Linked DNA regions of Drosophila melanogaster: region 2 is linked to region 1. A link is a contact called in public HiChIP or PLAC-seq data. All regions are on one chromosome and are shown on one strand. The core of a region is the stretch at or near the end of the contact, and the rest is flanking DNA. Distances in the headings are between cores, read along the strand shown.

Region 1 (4,380 bases), core at 490-2,989:
AACTAGTTGAACTATACGCACCCTGTGCTGGAAGAAGTTGGGATCCAGGTACTTGTCGAATCGATTCTTGAACTCCACCTTGCTGGGCTTCCAGTTGACCTCGTAGGAGAAGTTGATGTGGGATCCCGGCTTGAGTTCCTCGCGGCCCTCGGTGGTCAGGGTGATATCCACGATTTGCTGGCCATTGTAGCCGATGTCGAACTTCTTGTGCGTGAAGATATAGTACTTGCCATCGCGCTCGTCGCGCTCACCGACTTTTCCCCAAATGGGCAGTCCATCGATGTACATCTGGTACCAGTACTCGTTCTTCACGGCATAGGTGAATGCCTTGGCGCTCTCCTCCTGCAAGGTGACCATGCAGATGACCGATTTGGGGGCGTCGCTCTTGAACTCCATCTCGTAGCCACTGAACTCTAGCTCGACTCCTTGCAGCGCCTCGCTCAGCGTCTCGTGGTAGTGCGATATCGAGGACTTCTGGCCACTGCAAAAGGGGAGAGAGAAGTACGCGTACGTCTCCTGCCGATTGTGGTACGGGCCCACCGTGTTCATCCACAGTACCACCTCCTCCCGGTCATTGTACTGCGTGGCAAAGTGGATCATGTATTCGGTGCTCGAGGGATGTGGCATCCGGACTCACCTTGTGATTGTGCTCATCTGCCTGGGAGAGCGACACGTAGCAGCTGGCGATCAGCAGACATAAACAAATTGCACGGAACGGCACCGTGGTTTGCGTGGCGCTGCTGCCCATTGTGTCTTGTGCAGGTGGTGACCTCGTTTGCGCGTCTTCCTGGTGACCTCGCTCTGCCGGCCTGATTCGGTTGCCCTCGCTGGGATTGCGTTTTCAAACAGTTTTGTGGCAAACACTCAGATTTGCCGACAGCAGAAATATTTTAGGGTTGTATCTTAGAGGTGGAGAAACATCGATGCCAACATCGATGTCATCGATGTTTTCGAAAAATCAAAAACGTCGATGTTTTTCGAGGAATCGTCGATGTTTTCAGCGCATAGAAACAGCAAAGTGTGTAAATTGTAAGTCTAAATTAATTTCCATATTTTCTAATACAATTATTAATAGCATATTGCATATTTATTGTGACTCGCCGGTGGTGTAGGCTGGTGTCTTGGAAGACATGGATAAATATCTGAAATGTAAGTTTTTTTTTTAAAGATCAATTTATTTGTTTTTTGCCAAAGACATCGAAAACATGGATGTTCGCCAACATCGATGTTTCTCCACTTCTAATGCCAACGAAAACGTGACTGGGAACGTATCGATGGGAAAAACGTTACAAAAATACCAACTATCGCATAGCGGAATCACCTTGGCGGGCTATTCGAATGTATCTCACAAATAGTTTTTAAGGAACCTACAGTCAGTACCAAATACTTAAAATTCCATTTATATTTTATTTTATGCTACAGAAAACTGATAAGCTGCATTACTTTTGAAAAGTTAAAAATTGTGTTTTTTAAATGATTTATTTATATAAATAAGCTTATGTAATACTATTGTTAATATGTAAAAAAAAAAGAATAAAAGAAAAAGAATAGTTTACCTAAGCAGTTGCTTGAATAATACATACATAATTTAAGTTTTATACATAATTTATCAACCCTCGCTCAGTAGGAAAAAAAGATGGCTCAGAAATGAGCAACGAATTGGAATGTCCGATAAGCCTTTTTTATCAAAATAATAATTTTTACATTCCCTTTTCATAACGCTTTCCCAGTTAGTTTGTGCCAATCGTAAAACAGCATCCGCAAAGTGAAGTCGCTGCTATTTTGTAGTACCACTACATTCTTATTTATTTAAGTAATATTTAAAGAATGTCCAGCTAACTATATGATTGCTAGTTCAAAAATGTTACTTTCTGCATCGATCCTAATATATTTCTTGCTGAATCTGCAATCTTCGAGTGCTGAGATTGCCGACTGCAGTTTCTATGATACCGTTGATATCTCGGAAGGCCAGAGGCTCTCGAATGGATCATACCTCTACGAGGGATTACTTATTCCCGCCCATTTGACGGCCAAGTATGAATTCAAGCTTCTGGCGAATGGAGATAAGGAGCAGGTGCCAAGTCACGTGAGAGGATGTGTGTGCAAGCTAAGGACTTGCGTCAGGTTTTGCTGCCCACATGACCACATAATGGATATGGGCGAATGCTACGCCAACATGACGACGGAGGAGAACGAATTACTGGACCCCATGCTAAATGTGACCCTGGACGACGGATCAGTGGTGCAAAGGCACTATAAGAAGGAGCTCATGGTGCAGTGGGATCTGCCAAAGCCCTGCGATGATATGTTTTACCTAGACAACCGGGATATAATGGATGAGTACACCTTGTTCGAGGTATGGCTGCTCGAAAAATAAGCATTTTTGGGCAGGATTTATTTATGCTTTGGCTCTCTGCAGAATGGAAGATTGCTGCGCCACTACGATCAAGTGTATTTGGACAAGTCGGAGTACTGTCTGCAGCACCGAACATTCGGCGAAGGTAACAACAACTCCATTCGCATTATACCCCACAACTGCTTGATACTGCCATCCAGAACGGGACAGACCGTTGGTAAGATGATGCCCATTGCTTGCATGGTAGCTCCCAGTTCTATATCTTTCCTATTTCCATAGTGATGATCACATCGTTGATATGCTTGGTTCTTACCATCGCCGTGTACCTGTGCGTTAAGAAGCTAATGAATTTGGAGGGCAAGTGTTTCATCTGTTACATGATGTGCCTATTTTTCGGATACCTGTTCCTACTCCTTGATCTGTGGGAGTTATCGCTCGATTTCTGTAAAGCAGCAGGTTAGCTTAGAGGGGATGCATTTCAACACAACTTGACAAACCATTGACCATTTACGACAGGTTTCTTGGGATACTTTTTCGTCATGGCTGCGTTCTTTTGGCTATCTATCATCAGTCGGCACTATTGGAAATGTCTTACCAATCCCTGTGCCTCGATGAACATTCGGTCAGAACGTGCGTTTCTGCTATACAGCTGCTTCGCCTGGGCAATGCCTTTGGCCTTGACCGGAGTCACCTATCTGGCTGATAACGTTGTGAACAACGAGGAGTGGCAGCCTCGCGTGGGCGACGAAGGGCATTGCTGGATCTATAGTGGGTTCTGTTTTGTATCCGGCTTGTGGTACCAGCTCACCAATGTTTTTCTTTCCACCCTCAGCTAAAAGCTGGTCTGCAATGGTGTACTTCTATGGACCGATGGTGCTCCTGATTCTCTTCAACATAACTATGTTTGTTCTGACGGCTAAACACATAATAGATTCCAAGAGGACTCTTCGAAAGATTGCTCGCAATGAAGGTAGAATACAGAAGCTGAATTCGGACAAACAGAAGTATATCAATTATAATAGTTGAAAATGTCAGTTTAAGATAAATATTATCAATTCGTTACAGTTACACACAATTTCTGCTGCTCTTCACTGTGATGGGGATGTCGTGGAGCTTTGAGATATTCTCCTACTTGGTGCAACGCGAGAAACTGTGGGTCAATATCTTTCTGGTAGCTGACTACTTCAACTGGTCCCAAGGCGTCATTATATTTGTGCTATTCATTCTGCGGCGCAAAACTCTTGTACTATTCAAGAAACAGTAAGTCTTATAGTTCATAGTTCGGGTAACCAGTTCCCTAAAATGTCTCTTTTCAGAATATTTCCCAAACAGAGAGCCTTTAGTAGATCTGCAACTCAAAGTACGATTGAATCCATTTCTCAAACAAAAAGGCATTTTAACATGACATAGTATTTTCTTCTCTTCGAATTAATCAATTTAATAGTAAAGTATAACTTTTTTTCTCACAAAATGTATGAATATATTTCACTTCATTCTACATTCTATATAGAATTCATTTAATCACAAAATGTATGAATATTTTTCTTTATATGACGTGCATCGACTATAGAAAATCGACTATAGTGTGCCACAATATATTTTACTCATCATTTCCTAATCAAACTATTGCAAACTTAACTTTGAGCCGAGGAAAAACCCTGTATGTCTATCAAAACTATGAGTCAAAAGTATGACGCGATGCTGAAAGTAGTTGCCTTTAAATATTGAAGTGATAAATGTAGAAAGAAGACATTTGTATGGAAATAAACTAAGTTTGTAAATCTACATTCGCTTTATTTCATGTACAAATTTTAATTTAAAAACTTTGAAGGTAAATAGTGCTTTATCAGATGCGGATTACACGGTAGCAGTTATCATCGATGTCGAATCTTCTTGTTTATGTGACCGCTTTTCTTCGCTGTCGCACTGGAGTTCGTGGATAGTTTGCTCTTTGTATTCGAAGTGGGTGTGCCGAGGAGATCCTTGTTCCCTCCACTGTTCGTAGATCCAGACACCATTCCGCT
Region 2 (4,380 bases), core at 773-3,272, 150 kb after region 1:
TTGAAAAATGGTTAGTTACTTTAAATTTATAATACCTCATTTATTTAATATTTTGTTTTGGGATTATTATGTATAAGATGTTGAGGCACCGATTCATGTGGCGGTAAACAAAACAACTTATGGAATTTGTGTAATGCTAAATAGCTAATAATCGATCAGTCTCCAACACGAAACGGGCTACACGGGCTGCTTTATGTGTGTGTGTGTGTGTGTGTTGTTCTCTTTCCTAATCCTATCCAGCGCTTGCATCCTCGGCCAATATCTACAGCTCTTCGCTTGGCACACTCACTAGCTTAGGGCTACAATTGGTTAGGCTAAGTTGTCTTACGAGTACGTACGGTAAATTAAATATAGGCCTTAACTAAAGTGATAACAATTATATGCGTGTGTGTGTGTGTGTGTGTGGCTGGCACAGCTCTAGCCTAGTTGGGCAGCAGCTCGGACAGCTGATTCTGCAGACTGGGTGCCAGTGTGTCGGGAAACTTAATGTCGAAGGAGACGATCAGATCGCCGCGCCTCGATGGCTCCTTGGGCACCGGCAGACCCAGTCCGTTGATCCGGCGCGTTGTGGTGGGCTTGATGATCTCGTGGTTCGGATTCACCTGTATCCTGCTGCCCTGCAGCGTGGGCACACTAACCAGTGCTCCGCACAAGGCCTGCTTCAGACTGATCTGGGCTGTATACTTTAGATCGATTCCCTCGCGTTTGAACAGCGAATGCGGTTTGTCGCGAATGATGAAGACGATGTCAGCTGGCGTCTTGTTTGGCGCCGAATCACCCTCTTGGGGGAAGGTAATCTTGGTACCGGCCTTCCAGCCCGGCTTCACTGTGATCCTCAGCACCTTCTCCTCCTTGTACGGCCCATTGCTTCCGGTGGCCATGCGTGAGATTTTCATCTTCTTGATGCATCCCTTGTCCACTTCCTCCAGCGACACGAACAGATCATGCTCGATGGGCGGATCCTGCTGGCGCTTGCGACTGGGTGCCTGGGCATTAAAGGCAAACATATCGTCGCCGCCAATGTTCCAGAAGATCTCGTTGGTATTGCCGCCCTGACCGCCACTAAACATGTTATCGCCGCCGGTAAAGAACGCGCCAAACGGATCCGACGATCCAAAGAACTGGGCAAATGTGGCCCTCGGATCGCCGTGGAACTGGTAAGTGTACGCTCCCGGCTGACCGCCGCCATCTGGTCCCGGCTGTCCGCCCTTCAATCCATCCTCACCGTAATTGTCGAAGATGTCGCGCTTCTTTTTGTCCGACAGCACCTCGTACGCCTCGGCGATCTCCTTGAAGCGCTCCTCCGCCTGTGGGCTCTTGTTCTTGTCGGGATGGTATTTGAGTGCCAGTTTGCGGTAGGCCTTCTTGATCTCATCGTCGCTGGCCTTGCGCTCGAGGCCCAGAATCTTGTAGAAGTCTTTGCCCATCTCTCAGCTGAAAATATAGGGGAAACACAAACGAACGAACGCTATAGATTAGAATGAATACTGATTGCCAGCTTGCTGGGTTGGGGCGATGGAAAGTGCTAGAAGCACAGAACAGCACAGTTGTGCAACTGCCGTGTTGTCACGCGAGTGACGTATGTAGTCACCATCAACGAGAGCTCCGCTCCCGATGTGCTTCTTTCAGCAGATCAAATCGATGCGCCCACATGTGGCAATATGTCCAACGAAGCTTACCTTAAATGTAAGCGATTGTCTGGGAATCCGTAAAAGTTCAAAAATCCAAGTGGAAAAGTGCAAAATGCAATGGCAAAGTGCAATTGTTGGTATTGTTCACTGTGTATTCACACTATTTATATTTTCACGGGGCAATGTTCTTTAAATATTTATGAGTTTTGTCTCTTTCTCGCAATTGATTCAATTCAATTGTTCTTCTTCGCTTTTTTCTTTATCCACCAAATGTGGCTTGCGCACTAAAAACACACCCTACTTCAGAGTTTCTTTCTCTTCAAAATTTTGTTTAATAATGAGCGGGATTCGTGCGTCAACCTCATTTTATAGGTTCGCCCTCGTCTACGTCGAAATTTCTGGATGCTTCTCGGATTTTAGGGTTGTATCTCGAAAACGTTTGACTGCGAATGTCAATATCGATATGCTAACCGATAGCTGTCGATGTTTTAAACACAGTGCACTGTTTTTAAATCGCTCCCCATTTATATATATTTGTGCATGCTTTTGGCGGTGACTCTTCTTTATATGCTTCTTATGCTTTTACGATTATTATTAGCGCTTATTTGATTGCAAATGCCAAGGAAAGCGTGACTGTGATGGCGAAATGCGGAAAGTACTCCTTAAATCTCATATATCGCATAAAACTATCGGTTCTGGAATGTTTCGTGTAAGTCTGCGAAGATAGAGATCGATCTATTTTGAGGATACATTTGTTAATATTATAAGGGATTCTTCTACAGGGGTCAGATTGCTTAAAAACACACAGAAAAATAAACAAAATATTTCTTTGAAATATTGAAATATTTGAAATAGAAAAAACGTATTGACGAGGTAAGCATATTGTAAAAAGATAGGAAGGTGATGGAGAAAGTTGCACTTATATTGTTCAACCAAAGAGCTTATAATCAAAAGATCAATAGATATAAATATCTTTATATGATATAAAATATAATACATATAATATATTATAATATACAATGTATAAATTGCAAGTGTCAAATTGAATTCTTAGTGTAATATTCAAGCCAACGAAAAGTAACTGAAAGTTGAAATAAATAAATTTTTAAACTTTGCCAGTGTGACCGTAAGACCAAGACTTGGGCATTGCCACAGCTGCAATGCGTTTAGTATTTTACAGTCAGCGGCGGGCAGTCACACCGGAACGAGCACGTCTGGTAAAACAGCCGAACGGAACAACAAAAAACAATTGTAAAAATGACCCGTCGAGGCTCGTTTTAAGCGAATTTCTAGCGCAGTCAGGACGCAGGAGCAGCCGAGCAGGCCGGGATTAGGACCGGAGGAGCAGGATCATCGGGAGAGTAGAGCCGAAACCCACACTCACACACAAACGCAGCCGTATACCGCAGTATTTTCATACACACACACACACTTGAGGTGAGTGAGACGGAGGTACACACACATGCACACATACAGAGAGAAGAAAACAAGGCGCCCCACGAATTTTTGCAAAATATGGACGCGCCTTGCTAGGGACTAATTGCCAGCGCGAAGGACAACCATTGGGGCCACTTTTTGGGCCAAACTCCGGCCGACATATGCGTGTCACGTTCCACAGTCGAAGCCTTGACCGATCGCCCCGCCCACCGTTCACCGCCCCATCGCTGGAAGTATTGCGCAAACGAATGTGACCCTTAACCCTTGCCCCCCCCCCCCCTTCCACAAAGAATATCCTTTGGCATGGCGCCTGTTCAAAGGATGTCCCACTGCAGCAATGCAGCATTGTAGCAGCGACGGCAGACCCATAAAAATAGTCATTCATTCCCGCAAATAGAGAGCTGGCACATCGAAGAGAGCATACGGTCGACATTAATAGCACTTTCGCTGTAAACCCAAACATATCGCCTATATTCATTGAGTAATCCGTCTGGGTTCTAGGGACCCAAAAGTTCCCCCCAGTGAAATACCCACCCACTGCATTGTGCGGCGATAATCGTTATCAGTTGCAACTCGTGAGTGGTCATTGATATTCGCAAAAGGCAACTGGACAATGTTTGATTGTTATCAGACCCCTGATTGTAACCCAGTCAATAGCTTACATTACTCCCCATTATCCTGTTATTTGTTTAAAACAAGTGGCTTGGGTACTGTTGCAATCCGTGTATCTGTATTCATGTTCTTATCGCACCCCGAAGTTATAGAAGCTATATAAAAGTATTGTTTTCCTATTGAAGTGTAAGCCAGATAAGTAAACTGTTTCTCATTGTTATAGTACATCACGCCGAGAACTTAACACGTAGCTCGCTTCGCCAAAGATCGGGCGCCAGATCGGGTGGTGTATCTTCGGATCGCAATCGGAATCGGCATCGGCATCCTAAGCGGCCAGTACACGCGTGAACTATGCCGTGCGTTGACGGTGCGGTCTTCTAGTTCGGAAAGATTTCGGCACACTCAGTTCCGACACAGACGGTAAAACTCACCAAAATCCGTTGCATATATAGACCACGGATATATACACACTTATTCACACAACATTGGAAGCTCCAATTAAAGTTGTGCGACGCCTAAGAATAGAAAGCATTTCGTAATGGAGATTTTCTGTTCGAGAATGCATTATATGATCGGGAATCGAGAATCCTACAATTTCCGGCACTCAGCAGTCATATCTCAGACATCTCATGGTTTTTGTAGATCACATAGATTTCGCAGTACCGAAATAGTTCAAAAATAGCACAAATATATGCGAGCA

Evidence for each region. HiChIP or PLAC-seq counts read pairs in DNA pulled down with a chosen protein or histone mark.
Region 2: a POLR2A S2P HiChIP or PLAC-seq map of the Kc167 cell line shows a contact between it and region 1, with 2.7 times the contacts expected there. The contact joins the promoter of DnaJ-1 here to the promoter of mthl2 in region 1. A contact is called at or near these places in 28 of 107 Hi-C or Micro-C datasets (the Clone 8 cell line, the D17-c3 cell line, the Kc167 cell line and 14 more) and 3 of 6 datasets of contacts at active chromatin or transcription factors (all in the Kc167 cell line).

What each region holds. Positions count from the first base shown.
Region 1 is chr3L:5,603,051-5,607,430 of dm6, forward strand. It overlaps mthl2 (methuselah-like 2), which reads left to right and starts at 1,740. Exons shown (of 7, transcript NM_176284.3): 1 at 1,740-2,356; 2 at 2,420-2,573; 3 at 2,636-2,812; 4 at 2,873-3,124; 5 at 3,189-3,360; 6 at 3,422-3,616; 7 at 3,673-4,140. The coding sequence starts at 1,844. The coding sequence ends at 3,766. TM9SF3 (Transmembrane 9 superfamily protein member 3) reads right to left here and starts at 929. Exons shown (of 4, transcript NM_139722.4): 1 at 638-929; 2 at 22-579. The coding sequence starts at 748. Eaf6 (Esa1-associated factor 6) reads right to left here. Exons shown (of 4, transcript NM_139724.4): 4 at 4,112-4,380. The coding sequence ends at 4,231.
Region 2 is chr3L:5,750,167-5,754,546 of dm6, forward strand. DnaJ-1 (DnaJ-like-1) reads right to left here and starts at 2,023. Exons shown (of 1, transcript NM_168128.3): 1 at 1-2,023. The coding sequence starts at 1,427. The coding sequence ends at 423. Usp47 (Ubiquitin specific protease 47) reads left to right here and starts at 2,807. Exons shown (of 12, transcript NM_206279.4): 1 at 2,807-3,068.